Regions from separate parts of the Mus musculus genome. Here region 1 is linked to region 2. Evidence: chromatin contacts called from public promoter capture Hi-C data. All regions are on one chromosome and are shown on one strand. The core of a region is the stretch at or near the end of the contact, and the rest is flanking DNA. Distances in the headings are between cores, read along the strand shown.

Evidence for each region. Promoter capture Hi-C pulls out the DNA fragments that hold promoters and counts their contacts.
Region 1: a promoter capture Hi-C map of the HPC-7 cell line shows a contact between it and region 2, with 5 times the contacts expected there. The contact joins the enhancer-like site here to the promoter of Vezt in region 2. A contact is called at or near these places in 12 of 39 promoter capture datasets (the 3T3-L1 cell line, 3T3-L1-derived adipocytes, the HPC-7 cell line and 8 more), 1 of 484 Hi-C or Micro-C datasets (the N1E-115 cell line) and 1 of 9 other capture datasets (embryonic stem cells).

What each region holds. Positions count from the first base shown.
Region 1 is chr10:94,596,911-94,602,675 of GRCm38.p6, reverse strand. It overlaps Gm32898 (a long non-coding RNA gene), which reads left to right. Exons shown (of 5, transcript XR_001779842.1): 5 at 2,587-2,626. Among named protein-coding and RNA genes, the nearest start is that of Mir7211, 14 kb to the right of the region's middle. Within about 2 kb of position 1,430, at least 11 of the 459 cell types and tissues checked have an H3K27ac peak or open chromatin away from gene starts, as enhancers often do. A contact at or near this core is called in the HPC-7 cell line, where this site is marked.
Region 2 is chr10:94,033,260-94,039,494 of GRCm38.p6, reverse strand. It overlaps Vezt (vezatin, adherens junctions transmembrane protein), which reads left to right and starts at 3,696. Exons shown (of 12, transcript NM_172538.5): 1 at 3,696-3,825. The coding sequence starts at 3,790. Fgd6 (FYVE, RhoGEF and PH domain containing 6) reads right to left here and starts at 3,494. Exons shown (of 21, transcript NM_053072.3): 1 at 3,185-3,494. The coding sequence starts at 3,200.

The DNA of each region.
Region 1 (5,765 bases), core at 181-2,680, 570 kb before region 2:
CAGAGGTGTGCACCCTTGATTGCCGACATATAATCAGATGCAGAAATAAGTGTGGGTTTAAGTGCGCATCTGTGTGAAATTATACACAAACAAGTATAGATATTCTCAGTCATTTCCGGCTGCTATGACAAAAACTGCAGGTTATGTTGCTTGAGGGACAGCCATGTATTTCCTAAGCTCTGGAGGCTATGGGGTTAGACCAGGTTGTTAGCTAAGTTGGTCCATGCTGAGGGCCATTGCCTAGTTTGTGGATGCTTGTCTTCTTGCCGTGTTCTTAAATGGTACATACAAAAAGCAAGTTCTAACAGCTGTTCATATTGTTTTTAAGATTTAAAGGATGTTTAAATGTGTGTGTGTGTTTGTGAGTACGGACGCATATGGATATGGATATATGCATGTGTGCACATGCACACTTATAAGTACAGGTGTTGTGAGATCCAGAAGAGACTGGAAAATCTCCTGGCATTAGAATTACAGGCAGTTGTGAGTCATGCAGTATGGGTGCTAGACATTGACGCTGGTTCCTCCGCAAGAGCAGTCTCTGCCCTTAATCCCCAAATAATTTCTCCACCTTCACTTCTCTTCTTATAAGGCTATTCATGGAGATACCACCCCAATGGCCAAACCAACCATTAGTCACCTCCTCCAAGGCCCGGTCTCCAAGTATTCCATATAGTATATTCATTTTAGGGGGCCATGCAGCCCATTAAACGGATACATTTTTATATGTATCATTATACATTAGCACACATGCACACACCCATACAGACACTCCATGCATTCCCCGCTCTGTCTGCTAGGAGGATCTAGGGGTGTTGAGAATAAAGAGAAGACATAGCACCATATATTGTATTTTAAGTATTTTCTCTTTTTTTCTTTTATTTTATGTACCACCATTCAGACACACCAGAAGAGGGCACCAGACCCTATTACAGATGGTTAGGAGCCACTATGTGGTTGCTGGGATTGAACTCAGGACCTCTGGAAGAGCAGTCAGTGCTCTTAACCGCTGAGTCATCTCTCTAGCCCCCAGATATTGTCTTTTAAATACCGTTTCTCACTAAGGAGAATCTGAGATCCCTGCGAGAACATACAACTTAGGTCTAGGGAAAGGGAAGTGCACAAGCGTGGAGTACCTTGTGTCAAAAGTCAAGGTGATGGCTCAGGTGTAATGGCAACATGCCAGAAGGTCACTAAAGACTGTTGAGATGAGTCTGTGAGTCTGCCTCTATGTTGATCCAAATAAGTACATGAATAAACTTAAAGTATGAGGGGATATGCAGGTCCAGAGTCCCTTTTCTAAGGAACTTAGGGTCATGTAAGGTGGAATGGCTGAAGACTAAGGGTCTTCACTGAATGAGCGATGTAAGACCATCAGCAATGGAATAGACAGAAACCGCCTCATCAGAGAGGAAGCGATGAGAATGAGGAGTCACTTCCGCAATTCTGACCAAAGATAGACAACTTGCAGTGAGTCATGAGGAAATATCAGATCGAAGAACCTGATACAAAGGAAAAACTCTTTGAAAATGGATAGTCACAGCCATCAAGGAAAGAGTGGGGAACTGACCAGAGATAAGCGAGGATAGCTGTAACTCTGAGCAGCTTCCTTTTCCTGCAAAGGGTGTTAGGAAAATTTAAAAGGGATCTGGAGTCAGTTGGACATCTACTGTGTGTGTGTGTGTGTGTGTGTGTGTGTGTGTGTGTGAGAGAGAGAGAGAGAGAGAGAGAGAGAGAGAGAGAGAGAGAGAGAGAGAGAGAGAGAGAGAAAGAGAGAGTACAGAGGTCAGAAGAGGATGTTCAGTACCCTGTTCTATCAAATATCCATTTCATTCCTCTGAGACAGGGTCTCTCATGGACTTTGAGCTAGGCTAGCAGGAAGCAGCCTCAGCAATCATGTCTCCACTCCCATGATCCTGGGGTTACAGGTGCACCAAGCCTGTCCTTTTACACAGGTGCTGGGGATTTGAACTCACAGTCCTCATGCTTGCACGACACACACTCTTAGCCACTGAGCCATATCTCTGGGCCACAGAAGATGGTCTTTAGCTTTAAGAATTACACACAGAAGTAATGACTATACTGAGGTAATGAATTGTGCCAGTGTATAATCGCCTATAAATATCAGGTAGAATAACTGATTGGCAACTTACTCTCAAGCAATTGTTTGCATAAAATGAGCCCCCCCACCCCCAGCAGGATTTTTCTACAGATGGAAGGTTGGTTTACAACTTACTTGTCTTTGTTTCTTGACTACAGAAGTGTGCCCGGTGTTTCACTAAGTGGAAAATAGCAGAGGTGACAATGTTTTAGCCACAATCTATTTCAAAATAGATGAGGGAGCAGAATGTTCAGAGCACAAAGAAATGACAAGTGCTTGAGATATATACCATTCCCAATTGGTCATCACACAATGTGTGTGTGTGTGTGTGTGTGTGTGTGTGTGTGTGTATCATCACATCAAATCCCAGAAATGTGTCAGTCAAAAACAAAGTTTGGCAACCAATAACCAGCCCAACTTGAGACCCATCCCATGGGCAAGCATCAATCCCTGGCACTATTAATGATACTCTATTATGCTTGCAGACAGAAGCATGTTGTCCTCTGAGAGGCTCCACCCAGCAGCTGACTCAGACAGATGCAGGCACCCACAGCAAAACAATGGGGACTCTTATGGAAAAACAGGAGGAAGGATTGTGTGACCAGAAGGAGATAGGAAGACCAACAGAGTCAACTAACCTGGACCCTTGGGGTAGTCGGCCATCACTGGAAAGAGAGGCCCATTGGACACACAAACTTTATATGCCCCAGTACAGGGGAACGCCAGGGCCATAAAAGGGGAGTGGGTGGGTAGGGGAGAGGGGGTGGGTGGCTATGGGGGACTTTTGGTATAGCATTGCAAATGTAAATGAGCGAAATACCTAATAAAAAATGGAAAAAAAAAAAAAGAGTCTGAACCACCAACCAAAGAACAGACAGGAGCTGGACCAAGGCCTCCCCACTCATATGTAGAGGATGTATATAGCTTCTTCATGTGGGTCCTGAACATATCCCAAAGCTGTTGCGTGTACATGGGATATGTTCTTCTAGCTGGGTTCTTTGGCCTCAGTGGAAGAGGAAATAGCTAGCTTGTAGAGATTTGAAATGTCAGGATGTAGGCGGGGATACCCAGGGGGCCCCACCTGCTCAGAAAATAAGGGGAGGGGGAGGGATTGTGGGAGGGGGTGACAGTGATATAAAGTGAATACATTAAATAAATAAGTAAATGAATGAATGAATGAATGAATGAATGAATAAATACAATTAAAAAGAAAAAGAAAAAGAAAAAGGCAGAACCTCTGGGCTAGGTTCTGAGGTGTGTCTATTTTCACTGAGATGAGATTCTGGCTATGTTTTACTAGGCCTACTTTATGGCCCCAAATTTCCTCTAATTTGGGGCTGAGAGGAGGATGAGAAGGACCGGTGAGTGGGAGAGTCTGTGTCAGGGGAGTATAGCTGAGGTGGAGGAGTGCATCCCAGGGGGCTACACTGTAGTCAGGACCTTTCTCCCTCTGCACCAGGAGAGGTTTCTGGTTGGAGGCTGAGAAACACAATTCATCCTGGAGATTCCAAAACACCATCGGGTGTGGCAGGTGAAGGAATAGTTCAGGTTGCTCTGAGTCTGGATTTTAACCTGTGGGTCAAGATCCCTTTGGGAGTCAAACGACTCCTTCACAGCGGTCACATGTCAGATATCATGCATATTAGATATTTACGTTATGATTCATAATGGCAAAAAACTTACAGTTGTGGAGTAGCAAAGAAAATAATTTTATGGTTGGGGGGGAGTCACCACATCTCAAGGAACTATATTAAAGGGTCACAGCCTTAGGAAGGCCGAGAGCCACCGCACCAAGTGCTCACAATCTAGGGGAGAAGGAAGCAAGCATTCATGGGAAATTTACTTACATAGTAAATGGTTCATTACATGGATGGAGTGCTACCTACACATCTGGTACCTGTCCAGGTCCTGGGAAAAGCCACAGGTGAGTGAGCCGGGGCTCTGGCCACAAGGAGCTGGCTAGCTATTCCAGAAACAGACATAACACAGTCATTTCCAGGCTAGGGAGAGGGCTCAGCCAATGACGTTCTGGCCATGCAGATGTGCACACACAGACCTGAGTGAGGATCCGAGGTACCCATGTACATTCCAGTTGGCAGTGAAGCCCTTCAGCTGAAAGACGCTAGCAACGCAGCAGCAATGCAGATAGGGAAACCATGCCTGCCACCTCTGGCCTGAGGGATGCACTAGGGATGCACTAGGGGAGAGTTAGGGCACTGCTGAGGGCAGGGGAGAGGTTCAGTGGATTAAGGAATCCAGAGGTGGAGGGTAGACATTATTTCATTAATAAACTTGGTAATGAAGGGGAGGAGAGAAAAGGATTTGAGGGGGGGTTGGTGGGGGAGAAGGAATGGGAGGAGGGAAGGAAGAATAGGAGGAGGGGAAGGAGGAATGGGAGGAGGAGGAATGGGAGGAGGAAGGAGAGGAGGAAGAATGGGAGGAGGGGGAAGAGGAATGGGAGGAGGGGGAAGAGGAATGGGAGGAGGGGGAAGAGGAATGGGAGGAGGGGGAAGAGGAATGGGAGGAGGGGAGGAGGAATAGGAGGAAGACTGGGAGGAGGAATGAGAGGAGTGGGAGGAGAAATGGGAGGAAGGGAAGGAGTGGTGTTGAAATGAACTTCCGGGGGGGGGGGGGGCGTCTCCTTTTTTTTTTTTTTTCAGTTCAGTTCCCCATCTTGCCCCATAGAAATAGTTCCAGTTCAGAAACAGCCCAGCAGTCAGGGGCTCTGTATGGTATGATCTGGAGTGGTTCTGTTTGAAAAAGAGAAAGGGATGCTCCTTTCTGCTTGAAGAGCAGAGTGTGCCAATGGGCACCTGGCTCTGAGTCAGAGGTGAATAACCCCTCTGCAGGATGCTGGCTGCTCCCCCCACCCCAGTCCTGCCCCCACTTCCAGAACACAGACACAGCAGCCTCCCTGCTGGCTCTCCTGCAGCCCAAGGAGCTACCTCTGTGCCCTGACCCTGGGCCTCCTGGCCCCTGTAACCCTGCCCAGACATAACCCCAAGTGAGGCGAGCTGCTTGCTGTACCTGCTCAGCCGGCCTGCTGACTTCATTAGGATTTCTATTGCTGTGATCAACTACCCATGCTACAACAGCTTGGGCGGGGAAGGCTTCATCTTGCTTACACTTCTGTGTCATAGTCCATCACTGAAGGAAGTCACCACCCTAGGAACTCCAGGCAGGAACCTGGAGCTAAGAACTGAAGCAGGGGCCATGAAGGAGTGCTGCTTTCTGGCTTGTTCCTCATGGCTTGCTCAGTCAGCCTTCTTGCATAAACAAGAAACCCCTGGCCAGGGGTGGGACTATCCAGAGTGGGCTGGGCCCTCCCGCATCCATCACTAATTGAGAACAATCTCTACAGACTTGCCTACAGGCCGATATTATGGAGGCTTTTTCTTAATTAAGATGCCCTCTTCCCAGATAAGTCTAGGTCTGTGTCAAGTTGACACAAAACCAACCAGGACATCTGTTCAGTGGACAGAGGAATGTCACCATTGTTCTCACTTCCCCCGTGTCCCCTTCCCTTCAGGCCAGACTATAGTTCTGGATTTAATGTATCAGGTGACCATTCCTGAGACACTAGTTCACACTAACTGCTGACCAAGGGCCTTGGGACAAGCAATTGTGATCGTTTCCATTCACATGTATGCAGATGCCCGGCTGG
Region 2 (6,235 bases), core at 2,447-4,946:
CGGAGCCGACTAGAGCAAGCAGAGGTCCTGAATTCAATTCCACAACCACATGGAGGCTCACAACCATCTGAACAGCTACAGTGTACTCACATACATAAAATAAATAAATCTTTAAAAAAAAAGTGCAATACATACTGTTCCTATAGAAGAGCGGAGTTCAGTTCCTAGCACCTATGTGGCTAGGGTAGAGAGTGGGGGTTGGAGAGTTGGGAAGGGTTACAACCGACTGGAACTCCAGTTCTAGGGAATCCAACAACCTGCTCTGAACTCTGCTGGTGCCTGTGCTCACACGCACAAACCTCTACCTACTACACACAAATATATATACATACATATTTTACAAATAAATCCCTTTAAAAGATGATGTTTTCAAAAGCAAGCAGGGTGAACTTCAATAGGATCATTGTGTAATTCCTTAATGACTAATAGGAACAAGTGAGTGCCAAGTCACTGGTACAGCAATATATGAAACCTTTCCTTACTGTTAGTTCTTTATTTTTAGTTTTCGGAGACAGGCTTTGCAATGTAGCCCTGGATATCCCTGAACTGCAGTCTTCCTGGCTCACCCTCTCTGGTCCTGGGATTACAGAGGCACAACACTATGTCAGCTTCATTACTATTTTTTAAAATTATATATTATGTGGTGTGTGTGTGTGTGTGTGTGTATGTGTGTGTGTGTATTCCACTGCATACATGTGTTAGATGAAAACATGTAAGACTTGGTTCTCTCTTTTCATCACGTGGGTCCCCAGTGCCCAAACTCAGGTCAGCAGGCTGTGACAGGAAGAGCCTAACCACTGAGCCATCTCACTGGCCCTTATTATTTGTAATGCTTTGAAAGAAGAATGGCTCAAAACAACACCAATAAGACATTATGTTATGATTCACTCCAATGCTCAAAACCTATAGTCAGTACACACTGTTTGGAAATGAATGCTGCACCTCTGGATCTTGATATTAATATTAACATCCAGACCCAAATGCTTCCTTAGAGCAATTCGGCAAATCTTCTATTTACACAGCTGTCTGGCTGCAGGGGAAAGCGAAGGTAGAAAGGACCACTGCTGTCTTACTGCTATAAACAGATTTGTCATCTGTTACACACAGGTGGCCGTGGCTCACGAGCACACTCTCTCTCTGGGCTATTCCACGAGGCCCCAAACAAAACCGTACAGGCATGAATGAGAATAGTGAGATGTTTATGCACACTATGATGGAAAGCTACTTTTAATTAACTCTCTTTTATTCCATGTACTACTCAGAATACTTCAAAAAATCTCCTCTATGAGCTCACACTTCAACCGCTGTATAAAAACAAGCAAAACCAAAGCAAACTCTTCCTCGGGACACCTGTCACTTAAAGGTGGTACAACAGCCCCCTAATAATAAATTAGGCCACCCTTCCCAACTACACTAGATCAGGCTAAAACTAACGCTCTGCTTCATTAGTAATTTTCCCCAAAGCTTTAATAAATTTCATTATTATGAAACCCCCCCCCACACACACACACACGACTAGCAAGGAAATGTATGTATAACTTCATATAATGGGCAGGAAAGAGAAACCTCAGTCCTCTTCCGTATCCCCCTAGATGTAACAAAAACTTACAATAAATCTCATCAAATCGGTGAGCAAAAAAGTAATGATTCTCAGCAAGCCATTCTTAAAAAAAAAAAAAAATCAACTCACTCAGCTAGACACAGGAAGTGTCTCTCTTTTAAATACCACAAAAATGCTGTGGATTTCCTTAATTGTAAAGTTGATAAGTATAAAAATAGCTAGCCTTGTTCTGGATTAATTTGAAGAAAACAATCGTAAACTTCCTGACTGAATTCTAGAAATTTTAATTATTAAGTTTTAAGTTTTTATTTTAAATTAATTATATTAATTCAGTCATTTTAAAAAGCTGAACGATGGCGAGGGTACAGAAACTTGGGCTGAAAACGATCCGTTGTTTAAATGGAACACATCCCAAAACTGAGAGAAACGTTTGTAAATAACTCAGTGCATGATGATCACGTGATGAATGCACATCACTTCAAAGAGAATAAAGGTCTCACTTTCTTATTGTTACTAATTTCTTGCCTGTTTGAAGTAATCCGGATTTTGCCTAGCAGTGTGACTCCTTCAAGGCTTTAGAAGTACAAATCAGAACATTTAGTGTGTGTGCTCTCCTGACAGTTTTCAAGTTGCAGGAATGTTAAACAAACGCCAAAAAAAGCAAAGAAAATTTAATCTGATACTTAAGTGCTAATTCTAGACCTAACTGAAGTGAAACTTACGCTCTTTTACTACAAAATCTCTCATCAAAGTTTCTTCTGATGTGGATAAAGATGCCTTTAATATATCCCATACCTTATTAAATTCTGGCTTTGAAAATGTGCTGTGTTCTTATAAAGAGACTGTCCCTTGGACACAAATTTGGAAGATTAGAAACTGTTCCTTAAAAAGGTCACAACACAATGAGCCAAAGTGCTTAAATTCACACAAAGGTAAGGAGAGGCTTTGTCATTTGGGTGAGTGGAAAGGAGGCAGACTGAAAATAGGGCTTTGTTTACACAGTCCAGGTACGAGGGGGGTGGGGGGGGGAGGAAGAAAGGAAGGAAGGAAGGAAGGAAGGAAGGAAGGAAGGAAGGAAGGAAGGAAGGAAGGAAGGAAGGAAGGAAAAGGTGAAGATGAGCAAAAAACAGGGAGGGGTAGGTGCAGGGGAGGGGGCAACTCGGTTTTGTTTTATTTTACCAACTAATAGTCCATACTCACTCAGGTAATAGGGCTCAAAACACCAGGGTGCAAACAGCTCTATCCAACCCTCCTTACAAGCGCGAAGAGTTTCAGTCAATAAATACTAGGTTTTCAAGCAACGCGGGCTAGTGGCGGAGTTTCTTCAACTCGCTGGAAAACTGTCCTAGCTTAGAATAACTGACTCCTCCACACCGGACTCCACGCTTCCCACACCGCGCACAGGCAGCGACAGCGCCTAAGTCACGGAACCCGAGCAAGCTCCGCGACGCCGTCCCATCACCTGGGCTCAGGGGTGGGGGACGCATCCCGGGGACCCCACAGCGGGCGCGGGCGACCGGCGCCAGTCCCGCACCGCCCACCCGCGGGGAACGCAGCGGGAGCCGGAGCCCGCCGGCGCCCGCCGCGACTACTCCCCAGCCCGGCGCGAGCGCAGCCACTTACCCGCGGCAGAAGTCATGACTGCCCCGCGCGGCTCACGCCCTCAGTCCATGGCTCCCGTTCAGTCCACACTCCCCAGAGTTTGAGCAGAAGACAAAAGTCCCCGCAGCGCCCACATTCCGTCCCGCACCGCCTGAGCGCCTCACAAAGGACGGACGCCGGCTCCCGCGACCCTCCGGCGGACCCGGGCGCTAGCGGCCAGCGACAGGGGGACGTGCACGAGCGCCGCTCCGCCGCGCTCCGGGACGATCGCCAGGCGCGCGCACGAGAGGAGATCGCAGCGGCTTCGCGGACGCGCGCCCCACCTCAACTTGAGAGAAAAATCCGCGCTCCAGGCGCCCCCTAGTAGTCAGGGGATGTAAAAGGCAGACAAAAGCCATAGCTCTCTCCAATAGGAGCTCTGGAACGCCCGCCCGCTCCCGCCCCTCCAGCCTACACGCTCACCCTCTTCTCCAATAAGCAGGTCGGAAAGGGGCGTGGGTCGCGATGCATGCCGGGAGTTGTAGTTTTCAGTGCCCCCGAGGTGGGCAGGAGCCGAAGCCTGGGTGCTGCCCGCCCTCCTGCCTTCATTTCCCATCGTGCTGAGGCGGGTGGTATGGCGGAGAAGGATGACACCGGAGTTTGACGAAGAGGTGGTTTTTGAGGTGAGGAGAAAATGGCGGGGAGTGTGGACCGTCTTTGTTTCCGAAGGACTAAAGGAAGAGCGAGAAGGCAAAGCGATTCAGAGGGGAGGGATAGGGTGACGGGCGCCTGCGGGCCTGGGTCCCCAATCCTCCGCTGTTTCGGGGCCTACTTGCTGCAGCCGCCTGACAGGTATAGCTCAGGGGATCCTGGCGTGGTTGGCCTCTGCCCCGAGCTCGCCCAGAATTCCCAGACCCGGCGCAATTGACCGGCCCTGGGCGGGAGCCTTGATCGGTTCTTACCCTATGGCTGCACCGCCCTGGACTGCGCCTCGTTGGGGCGGGGCCGAAACGTGCTGGATATTCTGTCTACTACTTAACCTCCTTCCCTTTTTATCTTTGATTTTTGCGGGCCTGTTAATCCATAAGTGCCTCCGGTCATCATCATCATCATAATCATCATCATCAAGGTGTGGCCTCTGGAATGCAGGCAGGCAGCAGGTGCCTTTCTATGTGGGGTTTAAGGTCTGTTAAGTGAGACCTGTGGCCAATGGTGTGAGCTCTGGCGTCTCAGCACCTAGGTTCCATTCTTTTGTCCTTGCTGTTGCGCTAAGTGTAGCCAGTTCTGAATGGAAGCTCTGGTCTGGATGTGAATGCTTTTGTGTTGGACTATTTTAAGATGTCTCTGCCATCTTGAATTTAAAAAATAAAGCCTAGTTAATGGCTTTAGTGCCATTTTTACCCCATCAGACAGGTCAATACCCACACCCTGGAACGTGTATGTGTATGTATTGAATATGTATGCCATACTTTCCCTCAGCCAACTAGATTTCAGGGAATTCATACAAGAGAAAGAGAAGAAATCCCCCGTGGTGTATAATGGGAGGGTGAGGTACGGTACAGAATGTGAAGTATTGAGATATCTAAAAACTGCCCGTGGAAGCATAATTTGGAACCCATTGTCCACTCATAGCACTTTAAAAAGCTACACACAGCAAGTGATACCCTAGGTAAATCTTCAGCTCTGAATGAAATTAGGAAGATTGATGGGAGAAAATGTACTCCAGGAAAAGGGTTTTATGTATGCCAAAGATCGGGGTGGGGTGACAATACTGAACGTGCAGCTTTAGGGGCTGGAGTATGGAGGGTTGCAAAGTGACTTAATATAGCTACAGTATCGAGGAGGGAAATATGACTGCTTTGCTATTATGAAGGGTCTAGATATGAGGACTTGAGTAGAGAGGACAAAGGCATACATTTTGGAAGTCAGAAAAATTAATACTGACTTGGATATTCATCTCTAATATGAAATTGAGGGAATGGCTACAGATTGAATGTGGGAGATAAAGAGGAGAAAAAAGTAGGTGGCTGAAATTTTTATTTTTTTACCCTGCTTTCTTTGGTTTCTGGACATAATAAGTGTGTTTTTGGTTTGCAGAGTTTTATTGGTCTGGGGATGTAGTTCAATGGGTAGAGCGCTTGGCTTGAATGCACAAGTCTCTTGGTTCAATTGGCAGCGCCACACAAACCTGATAGGGTGGTATACACGTGCCTGGGATTCCAGCACTCAAAAGGTGCTTTTAAGAGCATCATAAGAACTTCAAAGTATCAGCTACTTAGTGAGTTAGAGACTAGGGTGAGATAGGAGAGACCCTATCTTAGAAAACATTTTGTTACAAAAGATAAAAGCAAAAAAAAAAAAGATCTTGGAAGTTTCAAATGTGTGACTATGTTTGCATGGGGTTTTGTTTTGGTTTGGTTTGGTTTTCTAGTGTGAAAGATGTACCACAGAGTTTTGAATCTATTTTTATGTAAATTTAACTTTGTCATTAATCTTGTTCCCACTCATCCACTCCCTTTTCTTTTCGGAGATAGAAAGGGTCTTAGTATGGAATCCAAGCTGGTCTTGAACTTTGAACTCTCCCATCTTAGCCTCCTGGTATTATAGGTGTATCCCATCATGTCCCACAATAATATAAACATTATGTTTCTTAGATTTACATTTATAGATTTATTAAGCATTTAAAAATTTGGTGCTAGGGGTTGAACTCATGGCTTCCCCATGCTTAATAAGTACTCTCAGCCTAGCTTCTTAAAAATTGATTTACATGAATTCTCCTTCTGTTTTCTTTTCTGTTGGTCAGTGCATTGCTTTTATGTTTTATTATTTTATGTGCATGGATAGTTTGCCTGCATGGATGTCTATGCACCACATGTGTGCTTGGTGCTCTTGGAGACTAGAAGAGTGTGTGAGATCCCCTGTAACTAGAGTTATAAACAGTTGTGAGCCTACATGTGGGTGCTGGTGACTGAACCCCCCAGCCCCCGTCCTCTGGAAGAGCAATCAATGCTCTTAACATCTCGTTAGCCTCTGCATGAATTATTCATCTACTGCTTTGCCATTATCATATGTGTAGACTTACTGTTCCAGCTC